Linked DNA regions of Sus scrofa: region 1 is linked to region 2. A link is a contact called in public HiChIP or PLAC-seq data. All regions are on one chromosome and are shown on one strand. The core of a region is the stretch at or near the end of the contact, and the rest is flanking DNA. Distances in the headings are between cores, read along the strand shown. Region 1 holds the start of C1H18orf54 (lung adenoma susceptibility protein 2). Region 2 holds the start of POLI (DNA polymerase iota).

What was found. HiChIP or PLAC-seq counts read pairs in DNA pulled down with a chosen protein or histone mark.
Region 1: an H3K27ac HiChIP or PLAC-seq map of alveolar macrophages shows a contact between it and region 2. The contact joins the promoter of C1H18orf54 here to the promoter of POLI in region 2. A contact is called at or near these places in 1 of 5 promoter capture datasets (liver), 5 of 47 Hi-C or Micro-C datasets (fibroblasts, heart right ventricle, liver and 1 more) and 2 of 2 datasets of contacts at active chromatin or transcription factors (alveolar macrophages and skeletal muscle).

What each region holds. Positions count from the first base shown.
Region 1 is chr1:103,857,701-103,862,842 of Sscrofa11.1, forward strand. C1H18orf54 (lung adenoma susceptibility protein 2) reads left to right here and starts at 3,879. Exons shown (of 10, transcript XM_021093367.1): 1 at 3,879-4,013; 2 at 4,713-4,808. STARD6 (stAR-related lipid transfer protein 6) reads right to left here and starts at 3,814. Exons shown (of 8, transcript XM_021093376.1): 1 at 3,039-3,814; 2 at 1,668-2,472; 3 at 975-1,068; 4 at 730-779. The coding sequence starts at 1,064.
Region 2 is chr1:103,791,996-103,797,001 of Sscrofa11.1, forward strand. It overlaps POLI (DNA polymerase iota), which reads left to right and starts at 1,784. Exons shown (of 10, transcript XM_021093321.1): 1 at 1,784-2,397. The coding sequence starts at 2,250.

The DNA of each region.
Region 1 (5,142 bases), core at 2,629-5,128, 68 kb after region 2:
AGCATATCAGCTTTGTCCTACAGTTAAAAAAAAAAAAAACTGAATTGAAACATAAGATAGATAATTTTAGTGAGAAGAAAAAAAGAGCAACAAACACAAAACAAAGTAGTTCAAAGAAGGAGTGGACTCTTCTGCACCTCCCAAAAAAGAAACTGGATAAAATTTGGTTTTCTCAATAATACATGATGATATGATGGCATTAATGTGATATCACAAGCAATAAATCAACAACTATTAAAAATAAGGTTAGAAATGTCAGCACACTTTCCTTTAGTGTACTTGTATTTGAAATAAGAGGATTCTCAAAAATATCCTTAAAAGCAGCTAACAAAAAAAAATTACATATATTAGCAAGAGAAATATATTGGGGAAATAAACTTTAAGTGGTTCATTCAATGGAAGGGTGAAGTGTTTAAAAGACCACAAAATACTGTTAGCAAGAAAATATAAATCTATTTTTACATTCTTGAGGCAGAAATTTCCTGTCTTAGTGAATTATTCACAAGAAGTGATTTTTTTTCCCTTGATTGTCTTCAGGTTTGAAAATTAGGTGGTACATGTTGCTCTACTTTATTAATATCATATTTCAACCAAGTGACTTTATAATTAATTTCTATTTCCTGATCTCTGTCAAATAATATTTCCTAGCTAATGAAGTAGTACTGAATTCTAGATACACCAGTGCCATTGAATTTAAAACAATGACTGTAAATAGGAACGTGTACTCACAGATTTCCATGGAATTTTTTAGAAGCCTTGCTGGCAACGGTTATCTTTTTCTCAAAGGGGAATAAAAATCCATAAATAAATTAGCTGTCAGATACAGGAAAGAAATGAAAAAATAAAATAAAATAAAACAAAAGAAAAAACTTGCTTTTTTTGGTTTGTAAAAGAAAATATTTTTAAAAATGTCTTTGCAATGAATTGTTTCTTGTTAAAAAAAACAAACTTTTGGAACATATTTGTTTTCTTACTGAAGTCTTATTCAGTTTCCAGCCTGATGTATCTTGATAGTAACCTAAAATTTCTTGTGCAGTTTGTTGGGCAAGGGCCTTATAGTCCATCTACCTGCAAAGTTTTAAAAACAAATGACTGGTAAGAATTTAATCATGCAAAATGTTAAAAAATGCTGTAGTATAGTTTAATACTATTTCTATAATGCAATGAATAATAATTACTTTTAGAATGCATGCATCAATCTCTTTTTATTCACAGTCTTTCAAATGAGGGCAAAGACCAGGCTTTCGAGACAGAGACCAAGGTCAAATCCCATCTCTGACACTGACTAATTGTGACTTGTGTTATTTAACATTTGTTTCCCCACTTTCTCAAGTTGTAAAAAAGGGGTAATGCCTAACCTCGTAGTACTGATGTAAGGATTAAATGAAATAGTGCACTTAAGTATCTTATTTCTTTGCCTGCAACATAATAGTTATCCAATAAATCATAATTATTCCTAACAGTTAAATCATGCTTCCTTTCTCTTGTAAAGCATCATAATCTGTTGATCATATGTTACTGGGAATTCATTCTTTTAAAGTGAGTGGCAGTGGTACTAAATGATCTGACCCCTGGCTCCCTCTCCAAAGACAAATCCTGTCTCTTTCTCTCCCACATAGCTCCAATCATATTGGCTGTTCCTCAAATACAACCAAGCAATTTCCTACCTCAGGGTCTTTGTACTCGCTGTGCCCTTTGCTTGTAATGTTCTTCCCCAATATGTTGGGGACTGACTCCTCTTCATTGGCGTCTTGCTTAAATGTTACTTCTTCAGACTCCTCTTCATTGGCGTCTTGCTTAAATGTTACCTCTTCAGAAAGGATCAGGTTCCCATCAATTCAATTCAAATACATTTACTGATCCTTGCCAAGGGTTAGGTATTGTGGTAGGTGTGCAAAAAGCAGTTGAGTAAGATACTGTTTCTGCTTTGAATGAGCTCAGAAAGCTGGAGTCTCATTGGTCCTTTAGCACATCACCCAGTTTTGAGTTAGGGGAAGTAGGCTGGTATGGTGGAAGGAATGTGACAACACAGGGCTGGATTCAAACCTTGGCTTTGTCACTCACCACCAGCTTTATCATTTTTGGTAAACTGCTTAACCTATGAACTTCAATTTTCACTTCTATAGATAGGGAATAGTAATACCTATCTCATGGGGTCATTATAGGGATTAATCTACCTTTTAAAAAACTCTCCAAAGAGCTGCCTCAATAAACCTTCTTAAAATTTATTTAAGGATTCGTGTCTTCCTTAGCTCTTACCTAAAGGTCTTTAGGTTGGATCATAAATCTATTTTCTCATTTAATTTTCCAACAAGGCATGACACCCAGTTGACATCTATTGAAAAGCATTATAATTCCTCCTTCCTAGTAGATTCTTTGTTTCTTTACCTTTTCTAGTAGATCTAGTCCAGAATTTTAATAATTATTGGGACTCCTCTCCAAATCCCTGTAGAGATCTCCATATCTCTTAACCTGTGAAGGAACAAAGTGGAAGCAGAATTATTTTGATTTGTGGATTAGGTCAATATTGTTGGTAATTTCCTTAATATTTTCTCAGTGTCCTTATTAGGACATAAATATTTGCTGTGTTTCCTTGACATAAGAAAAAGGTAGCTTTAAGAAACTATTTTTTAAAAGGACAGGTTAAAAAGACACTTAGGTAGAATGTAGATTAATAAATCTAAGTGTTTAAGCTCATGCCATTACCAGTCCTTGGCTGGTTCCTGACCTGGCCTTGTCCCAGCAAATATAACACAGTTCTTTACTGCCTATAAGCTACAGACTTGACACTGACCAAGAAATTGCAAATTTTTGAACATACCACTAGAATGTAAACATCCTGCAGGGACTCTGTCTGATTTTCAAACCATTAACTCTACTTACTGCTACAAAAAATATGTGTTTAATTTAACCATTCCACTATCACTTTATAACTTCTGGACTTCACTTGCTAAGAAAAAAAGGTAAGGTTAAGCTTGGTAGGCTAGAGAAGGCGAAGAGAAGAGCAGAGCCAACAGCAAGACTACAATTGTGTTTACCTGGTGATGCAACATCGGATGGGTTGGAACATAGTCAGATGGAGTAAGGGTGAAGGATATCTTCACCCATAAGGTCAATGGAAAATAAACACAAACCAACATTGTGATGGCATCTTTTTCTGGTAACACCACTCGGTTGAAACTGGATTCTTCGCATCTCATATTCCGCCTTGTAGACAGGTTCACACATGTTGTTAAGTGGGTCTTTTACATCTGTTTGTATAATCACCCTCTTTCTAGGCTGCCTGATTGGTCCCCAATCCCTGAGGGGTCACTGCCATTCTTCCCTGGGAATCAAGGTTCCCAAGGAGTCTAAGTCCCATCTCAGGCAGAACTCTCTCCTCCAGCCCAGCGTCTGCTTTGAAAGTTAGGGGCCGGCTGGAGGGTCGGGCTCAGGGATGGGGCTGAGGACTGAGGGAAAAAAAGGGCCGGGGTAAGTGCCCGCGAGACGAGTCGGTGTCTTCTTTGGCGGGGGGGAGGGGGGGTGTGCTCTGAAAGCCGGGAAGCCGAGCGTACAAGAAGGACTTCGGCGGTGGGGCTGGCTCTTAACGACCTAAACGGCAGCGGCCGGGGTCCCAGGTCTCGACCGCCACCCCATCTCATCCTCTCAAGAAGTCCCGGGAAACTGGTCGAAAGAAGCTCAGCTGGTCATCTGCGCAGACAGTCCTAACCCATGAGGCCAAGGGCGTGCGCTGTAGAGACTCAGCTGTAGTTCAGGCCCTCCCCACCCCGGGAAGACAAGGAGGGAGAAACTACGCTTCCCAGCTGGGAGAGCGAGCTAACAGCCCGCCTCGCCCCGCCTCTCGGCCCTCGTGCCCGCCCCCGGGCCCGGCGGCCCCAGCCCGAGTGCCACGCATGCGCACCGCAAGCCAGCGCCATGTTGGGTCAGTTTGAAAGCGAGCGCGGGCGTCTCCCTCGGCTGTGACGGCGGAGGAATGTGCTAGCGAGACGAACCTGAGGCTGGGCGGCGTCCAGGTAGGCGTGCTTTGTCGCGTCTCCTGTCTGGTCACAGGCCAGGGCTTTCTGGGGAGAGTGGTGAACTCGTCCGCATTCTTCTCTTTTTAAAGGGCCTTCATCGGTGAGCTCAGCCCGAAAAGGGGGTGTCTTGTCGAGAGGCGCCCCATTCTTCGACAGCCCGAAGGGAAAAGGGGTTCAGGGCAGGATGGCGGGGAGGAGAGAGGAAGACGTCTACCGAGGTGGGCGCGGAAGGAGGGTCCCCGCGGAAAGCGGCAACTTTAGGGGAAGGTCTTGGACGCGACGAAAGGGACCTGGCATGGAGCTGGGGGAATTTTGGCCATTACAGCGGGAGGGCAGCGAGGTTCTTGGGCATTAGGGCTGTCACCTCGAAAAAACACTGTCCGGCAACGGCGGCGCCCCCTCTTGCTGTCTGATAACGGATTTGTGAGAAGCCACCACCCGGGATGCTGGAATCCAAGTGGGAGGTGTTTCCTGGTTAAGGACGGAAGCTTTGAAGCCAAAGATGCTCTGCTGCAGGCGCACCAGCGATCTTCGCTTTTCAGGATCTTTAATGCTTGTCTTTTTAAAGCAGAGCAAACACGCGTTCAGTTTCGTAACTTAAATCACAAAGCTGGTATTTCTAAGGGTTGTTCTTAATTTCCTGTGAGCTATTCCCATCGGTTATTTAACGCTCTACGTTCTGTTTTTGAATCAAAGGTAGCAGAAACCTCTGGCCACTCGTTTAACATTCTGTCCGTCAGAATGATGGGTTTCCTTTTAGAGATACAAACGGAAGTGTTTACGGAAGAAATGGTAAGATGTAGGGAATTTGCTTCCAAATAATTCTGTGGCGGAAGTGGGGAGAAGAGGATGGAGAATAAGTTTGGGTGTGTTTGGTAATTGAAGCAGGATGCTGGGTGCATAGGAGTTGATTAAACTATTCTTTCTTTTGTGTACTTTTGGAAACTGTGCACAATAAAAATTCAATTGTTGATTTTCTTTGCCTCCTGTGAGTTAAAATGTTATTACCCACTTACTGAGAACTGTAATCCAACAGCTTCCCCTTTTAGAGTTTTGTTTTTTGTTTTTAAGGTTTTGTAAAATAAAACTAAAATTGGTAACCTGTACTGTGTTTGAATAAGGGAGG
Region 2 (5,006 bases), core at 534-3,033:
AAAAACTTCTAATTTATCCCACATATTAGCTCAAATAAATTTTAGTTTTATGCCTCTTAATATATCCAAGTTGCCCAGTGTTCAAAGCACCAAGGAAAATGGGCAAAGGGAATGGTTTCCTCTAGTGAAAAAGTATTCTTTTTTTTTTTTTTTTTTTTTTTTTTTTGCTTTTGAGGGCTGTACCCGCGACATATGGAGGTTCCCAGGCTAGGGGTCTAATTGTCTAATTGAAGCTACAGGTGCCGGCCTATACCACAGCCACGGCAACACCAGATTCTTAATTCACTGAGCAAGGCCAGGAATCGAACCTGGAAACTCATGCTTCCTCGTCAGATTTGTTTCCACTGCACCACAACGGGAACTCCTGAAAAAGTATTCTTAATGAATTTTTCTTTGTGAAAAACTCTGGTAAATGGATTTACCACTACTAGATTCACATAAGTAAGCATCTTACTCTCTGCTGGCCTATTTCACTTTTAGTCAAGGTGCTGAGTGTTTGTGAGCCTAGGGCTCTTTAAAAAGGATCTTTTTTTTTTTTTAATTTTTAATTTTTTTTTTTTTTATTTTAATGGCCAAACCTGTGGCTTATGGAAGTTCCCAGGTTAGGGGTCAAATTCAAACTACATCTGCAAACTTTACCACACCTTGCTGCAATGCCAGATCCTTAACCCTCTGAGGGAGGCCAGGGAACAAACCTGAACCCTCATGGATAAATGTGAGATTCCTAACATGCTGACCCACAACAGGAACTCAAGGAACTCTTAATCTGCCATGGTATTTCCCTGGTTTGTATCATTCTCAACATGGAGGAATTAAAACAAAGTACCTTAGTTGTCTACAAGTAATTGGACCCTTGAAGACAGCCAAAGAGGTACTTAGTGGCCAAAAAGGCCCTTAATCAAAAGCACTTTATCTACACCTATCAAACAGCAATCACAAAGAAGGCAGCATAGCTTTAAATTGGTGACTTAAATCCTAGACTGAAGACTTTTAGGGAATTGGTCCACAAGTCTTAAGAGTGGAATACCCCAAAAGGAAGACTTGGTCTCCAAACCACTGAGCCCCAGTTCTGCCTGTTATTCCTTCTTTATGGATATAGCAGCATGTCCTTGAGTGAGTTTCTCAAAGTTTTCACATCATATTTATAAGAGAAAATCCTGTTTAAAAAGACCCAAAGTATTGTGTGTATATATATATATATATATATATAACACACACAAGCGCCCCCCTCCCCCAGACATTTCCAAATTTTCTCTATTGGAAGAAACACACACACACACACTCTCACAGGCACAGAAGGCATCTCAACAGAAGGAAAGAGAATAGACACTTGCATGACACTATTTTGAACACATTGCAATATTACGTTATGTTAGTTTTCTTTCTTCCTTTTTTTTTTTTTTTTTTTTTTTTTTTTTTTTTTTTTTTTTTTGCTTTTTAGGGCCACACCAGCGGCGTAAGAGGTTCCCAGGCTAGGAGTCGAATCTGAGCTGTGGCCACTGGCCTACACCACAGCCACAGCCATGCCAGATTCCAGCTGCGCCTGTGATCTACACCACAGTTCACAGCAACAGTGGATCCTGACCCTCAACCCACCACTGATCCAGGTCAGGGATCGAACCCGCGTCTCCATGGATACTAGTCAGACTTGTTTCCCCTGAGCCACTAGGGAAACTCCTCATTTGTTCAATTAATTGCAGTACACTCAAGACAATCTTATCCAAAGCTCATGTATCAAAATCTTATTTAGTTTAGATGATTGAAAATTCAGGGATCTAATCTGTCACAGTCTCTTTGAATCAATCAACAAACGAAAATGCCACAAACTTTAATACATTTGCTAATGATATTAGTTTACGTGGTTACCTTGCTCTTATAATTTCCACCCTTTCCCCAACCCCCATCACCATAAACCATTTAGCGTCTAAGGGTTCGCAATTTTGCTAACAGTTGTTCAGAAGAACAAGCTGGCCTCTGAGTACAGATAAAGAGCTAAAATGTGTAGGGTGGGACTAACTCTTAAGACCTCAAAAAAAAAAGGAGCTGTTTGGAACCACAATTCCACACTCGGGCCTCGGCTGGGAGGGAGAGAACCTCTGCACGTGGGTCAGTAGGATTTCCCCGCCCGAGCGATCCTCCCCGCAGCAGGCAGGTCGGTTCCGAGAGCGCAGGCGTGAACCCGGAGCGGCTTCTCTGGAGACCAGGCGGAAGCGGCGGCGAGCAGAGCTGCGGTTGGCCGCCCGGGCGGGATGGAGAAGCAGGGGGTGGAGCCCGAGGAGGAAGGCAGCCGTGACGAGGGAGAGGACGCGGTTCGGGCCATGGAGCGGCCGGAGGCGGGGGCGGCATGTAGCTCGCCGGGTTCGTCCGGGCCTGAGGAGCCCGACGGCCTCGCTTGGTGTAAATTAATAGGGCGGGGCGGGGCGGGGCGGGGCGGGCGGTCGCCCGGGGCGGCGGCGGCGGCGGCGGCGGCCGTTGGGGTGCGACCGTCCCCGCCCCTTTCAGGTCCTTTCGTTTTCCCCGCACCGCCGAAATAGCTTCCCTTTGCTGCCTGGTGTTTGGAGGCGAAAACCCCCAAAAGGGCTGGCTTTGCCTAGGAGTAGGGTGGGCGCAGCAGTGTTAGTCCAGGGTGCATTTGTGATCCCTCAAACAGCCCCGTGAAAGCCAGAGAGGCCCCCAGGCGCTTTAGGTTGCAGAAGCGGGGAACCTTGTCGCCCGCTTGGCAAAACTCGGGCCTGGCCTCAGCCGGGATGGGAGGAGATGGCTCAGCGCCGAACCCGGGACGAGGCACGTCTGCTGTGGCCGCCTCTCCGGTGACCCAAGTACAGCTCTTGGGCCCTACCTTGTACCTCCCCAATCCCAGGGCCTGAGGTCAGGGCTCTCATTCCTTGCTCCCCCTGTCCCTTTTTAAAAACTTTAATTTTGGAATAGTTTTAGATTTGCCAAGAGAGGCACAAATAACTTTAATATCTTCATTTGTCAAAACTAAGAAGTTTTAACATTAGCATGGTGCTATTAACTAAAGGACAAGCATTATTCAGATTTTACCAGTTTTTCCCTGTTTTACCAGTTACTTTCCTGTTCTAGGATCTAAACCAGAATAGCACATTGCATTTAACCTGCCTTGTATTTAACTGGTGCTTAGAGCTGGCATCTCTTCTGCCCCCTCCCTCAGTTCGTGAACTACTTTTTAAAGTCCGGGAAATATTTACTCAGTGTTCCAATTTAGCAAGTATTGGTGGTCTGTTATATGCCAGGCTCTGTTATAGGTATGGGGTAACCAGAGTTTAACCAGATAATCCTGATCTTATATGGGAGTTAAATATAGTGTACTGGTTCTGTCTTCTGCTATTTGTATTTCAGATTATTTTTTTAATTTAAGGATGTGCCGCTTAGAATAGTTTTTAAGTTGGTTGAAAATCAGTGTTTAAACCTTTCTACCCCTTTCAATTTACTCTTAAGTTTTACTATAAACTTCCAAGTGCTAGGATTACCTCTGGAATCTTCTATCATTGATCATTTTTTTCCCTTAAATTTATAACTATCCTGAGAAAAATAGAGCACACAAAGAACTTCTAAGTAAATAAACAGGACTGAAAACCGTATGTGGCTGGAGTTTCTGTCATGCCTTTATAATTTTTAGATGCTTGGCACATGTAATAAATCCAGGGGAAAAACTTTTAAAATCACTCAGCATTCTTCTTTCTCTGTTGCCATGTTTTACGGAACTGGTCTTTGCTCAGAATTAATAAGCAGCCTGAATGTATTTTTGTATTTCTTTGCATATTGTGCAGCAGTTCATGATCAAGTGGTGCCAGCAGGAAGTTCATCTAGAGTCATAGTACATGTGGATCTGGATTGCTTTTACGCACAAGTAGAAATGATCTCAAATCCAGAATTAAAGGGCAAACCTTTAGGTAATTTTGGACTTTGATATTATTTTCATTGTATAATAGGATTCGTTATTCACTATTCTGATTTATTAACTGTATTAATAAATGTTGGAAGCAGTTCTACAACAGTAGACAGTAATCTGCTTCACTACCAGGTATAAACTTTATAAGCCTCATTAAATAAATAGTGAACGTGACACAAGTAGTTAGCCTACTAAACACATGAGCAGAAAGACCATTTGAACTTTTAGTCTTTTTTTCAATGTTTGAAAATTTACAACCATCTGACTCAGAAACATAATGAATGAATTTTTGTGGATGTTTTTATCTGTTTTTCCCCCTTTTGAAATTAACTCTTGAATTTGTGTAACATCTGACAAAATAGTTGGATTTTGAACAGAACCTAAAATATTAAGTCACATGGAACAAGCTTTCCATAAAAACAAGCTTTCTTTTAAAATAAAAGTCAAAGGGAAAATTTACGTTGGGGATTTACTTAACTATTGTGTTGACTTGTTTAAACATTTTTATTATATTTTAAATTGAAAAAGTAAATTTCTAAAACTTTTTTAATGCATATGGTAAAGATTTATCCTTTAGTAAAGCCATAAAGAGCAGTTTTGTTTCCCTTGCTGCTACTCTTTGGTGTTTACTTTGGTTTGTTAAATCCCAATTCAACCCAACCTAGTTGTCTATCAGAGGAATGACTGACATGACTAGTTTTTGGTATGCCAAGGTCAGTCTATGATCTTTATGCATTTTCCTCAGGGTGTCAAGGAGTTAGGATTAGGGACTTAAATTTTCTTCTAGAGGCATTTGTAATTAGCATTGTAACAAGATACTCTGTAAATAATACTTAGTAAAAAGATATTGTGTAATTAAGAAGCAGGAGTGAAAGTTTAACAATAAGTGAGAGATGTGATGCTGGAAGTTTCTAGGAGAAAGCAACATAGTCTTTCGTTTGTATTCAACAAATATGTGAGTACTTGGCTTGGGCTGGTAACACTGTTGAGTCCATATCTGGCATTAAAGGACTACTTTTTTGGTAAAGGAACTACTAATCTGTTTTTTATATTGTTCACTGATGAATCATAAATTACTTTTGACCCAGTGATT